Linked DNA regions of Xenopus laevis: region 1 is linked to region 2. A link is a contact called in public Hi-C data. All regions are on one chromosome and are shown on one strand. Each heading gives the region's core, a stretch centred on a gene start, on an enhancer-like site or on the middle of the called end of the contact. The rest is flanking DNA. Distances are from core to core; before and after follow the strand shown.

Region 1 (3,463 bases), core at 861-3,360, 400 kb after region 2:
CGGAGTGTGAGCAGAAATTTGACATCTAAAGACCTTGTCCTCCTATGGCCATGCTTGACTAGTACAGAAATATCAACTTGAAGGATCAGCATTAGAACTATTGAGTTTTCCATGCTCTCAAATCATATATAATTTATGGAAATGTCTGTTATTAATCACCCTTTATTCCTATTGTACCTAGAGGAAAACACTGGATCCATTTAAAGTAAGAAATCTATAATCAAGGGTCCTTCTAAAGATTTGCAGCCATATATGAGCACTAGCTGATGGCACAATTTTCCCCATCTCACAGATGGGGAAACCAGTTAATCAGTCAGCTGAGCATCCTGGGAGTTATCCAAAGGCTGTGTGATTGCTGTCTATAGTAAATATAATTCTGACTCCACTGTACAAATAAAGCTATGGCACAGGGTTGATCGTGTTGTAGAGCAGAACACTAAAACGCCCAAGTTTGAGGTAACGGCTTTGCAGCACTTATTCTTCACTGCAGACGTGTTAACATATTTTGCAGTTTCGTTTTTTTTAGACATGTTAGTAACCTTTAAGCAGCTGCTAATGTTATGATACTCTCCTGTTAGGAATGTTTTCAAACCTTTGTATGTACTGTAAATGGAAAGTTCATTAAACACTTTTGTCGTTTGCTAAAAACATTACTTAAACTAGAATTCCTGCAGAAATTCAATGACTTCAATGACTTCTCACTGCACTTCATTTATACTTATAGCAAATTCACAGTAATTCCAGTCAATGATGTGCACTGTTAAAAGGGAGGAATAACCATTTTTAAGTGGATTTACCCTGACTTTTATGTTTCTGTATCTGCATATTCTGCAAGTCAAATTTTGTATCTTAAGTAATCCTTTGCACCCTGAAAGTTCCCTCTCTAGCAGGTCTTTTTTTCAAAATCCTATAATACAATGCCAAGAAAATGGTGACCATGAACTGGATGGGGAGTGCAAGATCCAATGTTGATCTGTACTGATTACCAATACACAACATGTTTCGGGCCTTATGTGCCCTTTATCACACTTGATCAAGGGCACATAAGGCCCGAAACATGTCTTGTATTGGTAGTCAGCTATAAAATAATTTTTACAGCATATGATATGCTATTTGAGTGCTCTCCTCAATTTCCAAGATTCTAAAGCATATAATTTGGGATATCGGTCACCTGATCGGGGAATGTTGCACTCCTACACTGGGTTTAAATAGCAGTGTGTTTGGATATCTTATAAACCTGAATATCTGCACTGATGTTTAGTGGAATTGTGGAACCCAAGAACCTTTACAGTAGTTATCAAGCAATGTTAAACTCTTAAGTGTATGCCTGTATACTTTTGTTTGTACAGCACTACTGTGTACGCAGCTCCATGGATGTTTACAATACAGTAATAGCACAAACAAGAGAGAACCACAGCAGTAAATAAAAATACATATGCACAATAAAGGGAAGGAGGTACCTGCCCTGCAGAGCTTAAACTCTAAGTGTATCCATATGAAAACCAGAGAGAGAAACTCAGAATGCAATCCCATTTGTTAAAGGGGTTGTTCACTTTCCAAACACTAAAACTAAAACTAACTTAGGTTAATTGTTTTCAGATTGTTCAGCAGAAATAAAGACTTTCTTTCAATTGCTTTGCATTTTTTATTTTTTACCGTTTTTCTCAAATTGAAGTTTAATATTCCTGTCTCTGGCAGCTCAGTGATCAAGTTTTGATACACTTATCAGCAGCCACTGTGGTATATTAGCAACTATTGTATCAATTCTTCCAGCTGCCTTTAATGAAACTCAGGGATTTTGCTCAGCAGGGACAAATATAAGATATGTGTCATACATGTAGCAATTTAGAACAGTTTACAGAATCAGAAAGACGTAAGAAAGTCTAAAGTATTAGACAAATAGAAGGTGGATCAAAAAAAGTTTTATTTGTGGTGAAGTATCTGAAACCAACTGAACTGAAAAAAAGTGTTGGAAGGTGAAGAATTCCTTAACTGGCCATGAGCTCACATTCTCGGCTAGTCAAAGAGCAGGGACACAGGAAGCCCCGGCTGAGCTTTAGAACAATGTTCTCCATGCTTTGCTCTCTGAGCTGATCATACCCTGGAGCTCCATGCAGGTGTGCATTGACCTCAGGCAGGAATGAGCTTAATCAACAATTCCCTAATTACCACATCTCTTCTCTGTACAATTGTTTCTATTTCCTGTGGCCAAACACCCCTCCTCCTTCTTGCTACTTATCCAAAATGTCATCCCCTAAGGGAGGGGGGGTGGTCAGATCCTATTTTAATCCCTTAGAATAATGTGTATTTAGCTGGTATTTAACTCTGCTTTTCCAGGTCACTTGAATGTTTTAAACAACTATTGGATCCATGTATCTGGGGTCTATTTGTTCTGTCTTTGCTTTTTAACCAATGCAAGGCAGGCAGTGACCTATCAGCACCTCTGCGTAATACAGTATATATTCAACTATTGTAGCATGGGAACGAGTTCAGCCAATAACAATCCATTTTTCATAAGCATCTTGGTCACATTTTTCTAGCATCTGCCCTAGAAATAATGAAGAGCTTTGCTAAAATCTCTGCATCCCCAGGCTCCATTAGAATCTAGCTATAGTAGCACAGAGATCCCACTACTGAGGGCTGTAGGTGGGCAATTCTGCCTCACTCAGTAGGGCTCCCAGCATGTCAGAGGCCTTTGGAGAGTTGTGGGCCTTTATGGGACATGCTACACGCCCTTCATATTTTACAGCAGAATGAAATATCTTTTTATATCACTTGGGGTAATAAGTTGGTAGTTTTTACCTACTGTACCCGTATATCTACTTTGCATACAAATTAAACCAAGATGATGAATGGATTGTTACCAATTTGTTTAAACATATTCATATAAATGAATCGATAATTAATTATCTTCTAAACTCCTTGCAGACCCATATATTGTAGTATATACAGTAAGTAAATTGCAGCTCCAACCCCTGGGACATACTCTATATGAGGACTAACCAGATACTCCCAGCCTCCAGCTCTCAGTGGATACTGAGAGAGGCTTTTCAATAAGAGTATTAGTGCTGCAGGTTATAACTCATATATATGTTGCCATCCATCATTAAGAGCTGTCCCATAGCAAGACTGATAGTAATGCACAGTGTAAGGTAGAGTCCTGCAGCGGGTCGGGTACCCGCGGGTTACCTGCAAAAACCTGCAGGTTTCGTTTAAGTTCCAGGTGCGGGTATACCTGCGGGTCGGCGGTTCTGCGGGTTTGTAGGTTGCGGGTCGGGCCGCGGGTCTTCTCAATATCGATATTCACTCCTTTTTTTCTGACCACGTCTACTTCCGATGATGTTACTTCTGGTTTACAATGAAAGCACTTCCTGTTTTACTCCTTTTTTTCCTGATCACGTCTACTTCCGATGATGTCATTTCCGGTGTCCAATGAAACCACTTCCTGATTCTTGATGGTCAG
Region 2 (3,783 bases), core at 722-3,221:
TAGGGTTAAGGCTAGAGCTAGTGGATTGTGAAAGGCCATCACTTACTGATGGGTTTTGGTGGAGCTGCTGTTTTATTTCCCCCTACCATATTGCACAGTATGTGCTGCCCCAGAGCAGATTTTTTGGTGTTTGGGGGTGCAGCTAAGTAACAGTCCTCTCCAACCAACAATATGGGTTTCTTTTATTGGCACTAGACAGTTTGGGGGTGAGCAGGGAATAGTACACAAACACTGTAAAATATAAGGCAATCACCCAGTGGCAAGACACAAAGTCATTCAGTTGGAATCACACAACATCCTATTGAAAACGCAAAGAATCGCTGAATACATAGGGCTCAGCAATATCTATCTATCTATCTATCATCTATCTATCTATCTATCTATCTATCTATCTATCTATCTATCTATATCTATTTATATATCTATCTATATATATCTATATATCTATCTATTGACATATATATATATATATATATATATATATATATATATATATATATATATATATATATATATATATATATATATATATATATGATAACGATATATATATTTTTATATATATATATATATATATATATATATATATATATATATATGATAACGATATATATTTTATATATATATATATATATATATATATTGACATAGCTATAGATATAAAGATATGTCTGTATACATATACATTTATTTATAGAGCAGACAAACAGACAAAGCTTAGGGAGGTGCAGATGAGTGGCACATTCTGCAGTGGATTTTTTTTCCCTATAGAAATAATCAAGGCTACTGGCGTGTATCATGCATACATAATATTAATCATTCCATACGTGGCGCCACAATCAAGGCAAGATTGGAAATTCAGACTCATGAATTTATAATATTAACCATTCTACAGAGTTGGTATAATCATAGCGTGGAATCTGAGAAAAACACTTAAAAAATAAAGCAAAAGAAATCAAGCCTCTCCTCCCCTCCCTGAAAGGCCGCGGAAGGTGCAGCTGGCCCACCTGACAGTCAAAAGGGGGTGGATGGGGGTATTCCTGGTTGAGAAAGAAACGTATTTGTACAATTAAAGATGGGAAAGCAGCGATGATTTCAATGGCAGATGATATTTAACGTTTTACAGCATTAGTTTAATCATAGCTTGGGATCTGGGGGAAATAAAACACTCAGAATAAGGCAAAGGAAACAAGCTCCCCCCCTCCCTTGTTGTTAGAAGAGCCACTGAAGGTGCAGCTGGTCCATTTGACCGTGAAAAAGGGGGGTATCGCTGCAGATAGTAAAATATGAGTACAATGAAGGTAAAACGCCAGATTGTCATGCTTTATAGCGTAAACATGTGTTAATGCTCCCTCCCTGAACCCAGAGAAGCGCCTGCTAAACACAGAGACATGCACCCCTGCCCCTAAAAGAATCCCCCAAAACGAGGCGCCTTCCACATCGTTACGTATTAGAACAAATAAAGAAATCTCTCGATTCGACACTGTTCAATTGTGGAAATCAAATCGCTACAATCGCTCAGTAAAAAAAAAAAACCTCAGTTTCCCCCAAGGCTGGAAAAAGTAGTCCCTTGATTCTTCCACTTTCTTCCCTCCATGGTTATTTTCTCCCTAAAAAAAAAAAAAAAAAAAAAGGTATAAACAAACTTTAATCAATAAGAGAAAATATTGACGTATAAAAGTGAGATGGTCCAATACAGTGGGATGAAAGCAATGGCAGATATTTGGTAGGGAAAGAAGCAGAGAGGGGGAGGAGGAGAGGTAAAGAGATTCCCTCCCATATCTCTCCGCAAGGCAAAGGAGTTGGGGGGGAGGGAGAGTGAGAAAGAGGGAGGGCCTTTGGAAGTATGCGGCCTGTGATTGGCTGGAGGAGTAAGGAACGTCCGTGCACTCTGAGCTCTCTCATTGGATCCAAGATGCAAAGGTTAAAGCAAATTCTTCTTTTTTCCCCAGGCTGGTGTCTGTGGGTCTGGAATTAATTGTAGCTATAGCTGTCTTACTCTAGATGCACAGAGGGGACGCTTGTTGTGTTTATTTTGAAGGGACATGAAGTAGTTTGCTGCATATATTTTTTTTTCCTCCCCTGATTCTGTTTCTATGTCTCTGCCATCCGAGCAGACCTTTAATTGACGCCGATATTACGCGCGTTCTGTTTTTTGGGTTTTTTTTTGCTTCATGACTTACGAGACAGCGGTGGCGAAAGAGTTCTTGCGGCTGCGACTTTGCGACTTGACGCCAGTGTTCCTGCTGCAAAGCCTTGTGATATGTTGGACATGGGGGATAGGAAGGAAGTGAAAATGATCCCCAAGTCATCGTTCAGTATCAACAGCCTAGTGCCTGAAGCCGTGCAAAATGACAACCACCCTCAGCCTCACCATCACCATCATCACCAGCAGCAGCCGCAGCATCTCCAGCTGCCCCAGCAGCATCACCTCCAGCCTCACCACCGACCCCTCCAGGAAGAGGACGAGCTGGACAAGAGCCTCCTGGAAGTGAAGACAGAGAGTCTACCCCCGGGCAAGGGGGATCCAGCCGCCTCCGAGCTGCCGGGGGAAGACAAGGACAAGATCGACGATAAGAAAGTGGACGGCAAAGACGGTGACAGCGGCAAAGACGGCGGCGACAAGAAGAACGGCAAATACGAGAAACCCCCGTTCTCTTACAACGCCCTGATCATGATGGCCATCCGCCAGAGCCCGGAGAAACGCCTCACCCTGAACGGCATCTACGAGTTCATCATGAAAAACTTCCCTTACTACCGGGAGAACAAGCAGGGCTGGCAGAACTCCATCCGCCACAACCTCAGCCTCAACAAGTGCTTCGTCAAGGTGCCCCGGCATTACGATGACCCCGGCAAGGGCAACTACTGGATGTTGGACCCGAGCAGCGACGATGTGTTCATTGGCGGCACCACCGGCAAACTGCGCCGGAGATCGACCACCTCCAGGGCTAAGCTGGCGTTTAAACGCGGGGCCAGACTCACCTCCACCGGACTCACCTTTATGGATAGAGCGGGCTCCCTGTACTGGCCCATGTCCCCCTTCCTCTCCTTGCACCACCCAAGGGCCAGCAGCACCCTGAGCTACAATGGGACCACCTCAGCTTACCCCAGCCACCCCATGCCCTACAGCTCAGTCTTGACTCAAAACTCCCTGGGCAACAACCATTCTTTCTCCACGTCCAATGGCCTGAGTGTAGACAGACTGGTCAACGGTGAGATCCCTTATGCCACCCATCATCTTACTGCAGCCGCCCTGGCTGCCTCAGTGCCATGCGGCCTCCCTGTGCCTTGTTCAGGCACCTACTCCTTAAACCCTTGCTCTGTGAACCTTTTGGCTGGACAAACGGGCTACTTTTTCCCCCATGTACCTCACCCCTCTATCACCTCTCAAAGCAGCACTTCTATGGCAGCCAGGGCGGCTTCATCCTCCACCTCCCCCCAGGCTCCCTCCACTCTCCCCTGTGAGTCCCTCAGACCTGCCTTGCCAAGCTTCACTACAGGACTTTCAGGAGGACTCTCCGATTATTTCACACATCAAAATCAGGGCTCCTCGTCCAACTCTTTGATACATTAACATCATGGGACAAGACTGTAAGTGAACGTTTTACACACATTTCCATTGTACATGAGAAGTGAAAGGAAAACAAAAAACATAAGCAAGCGAACAAACAAACAAAAAAAAATACATAAAAAGACAAGTATTTTTTATGAAGTCCCCCCTTATTTTCTGTACGTTTGTTGAGTCTCTAGGCTTCTGTATTGCTGAGATAAGGTGTGGTGTCC

Evidence for each region. A called contact is a pair of places that touch in the nucleus more often than the background predicts.
Region 1: a contact with region 2 is called in a Hi-C map of animal cap, with 6 times the contacts expected there. The contact joins the enhancer-like site here to the promoter of foxg1.L in region 2. A contact is called at or near these places in 2 of 4 Hi-C or Micro-C datasets (the XL177 cell line and animal cap).

Annotation. Positions count from the first base shown.
Region 1 is chr8L:105,393,556-105,397,018 of Xenopus_laevis_v10.1, forward strand. No RefSeq gene overlaps it. Among protein-coding and RNA genes, the nearest start is that of prkd1.L, 120 kb to the right of the region's middle. Within about 2 kb of position 2,111, at least 3 of the 7 cell types and tissues checked have an H3K27ac peak or open chromatin away from gene starts, as enhancers often do. A contact at or near this core is called in animal cap, where this site is marked.
Region 2 is chr8L:104,990,415-104,994,197 of Xenopus_laevis_v10.1, forward strand. foxg1.L (forkhead box G1 L homeolog) reads left to right here and starts at 1,972. Exons shown (of 1, transcript NM_001085696.1): 1 at 1,972-3,584. The coding sequence starts at 2,264. The coding sequence ends at 3,574.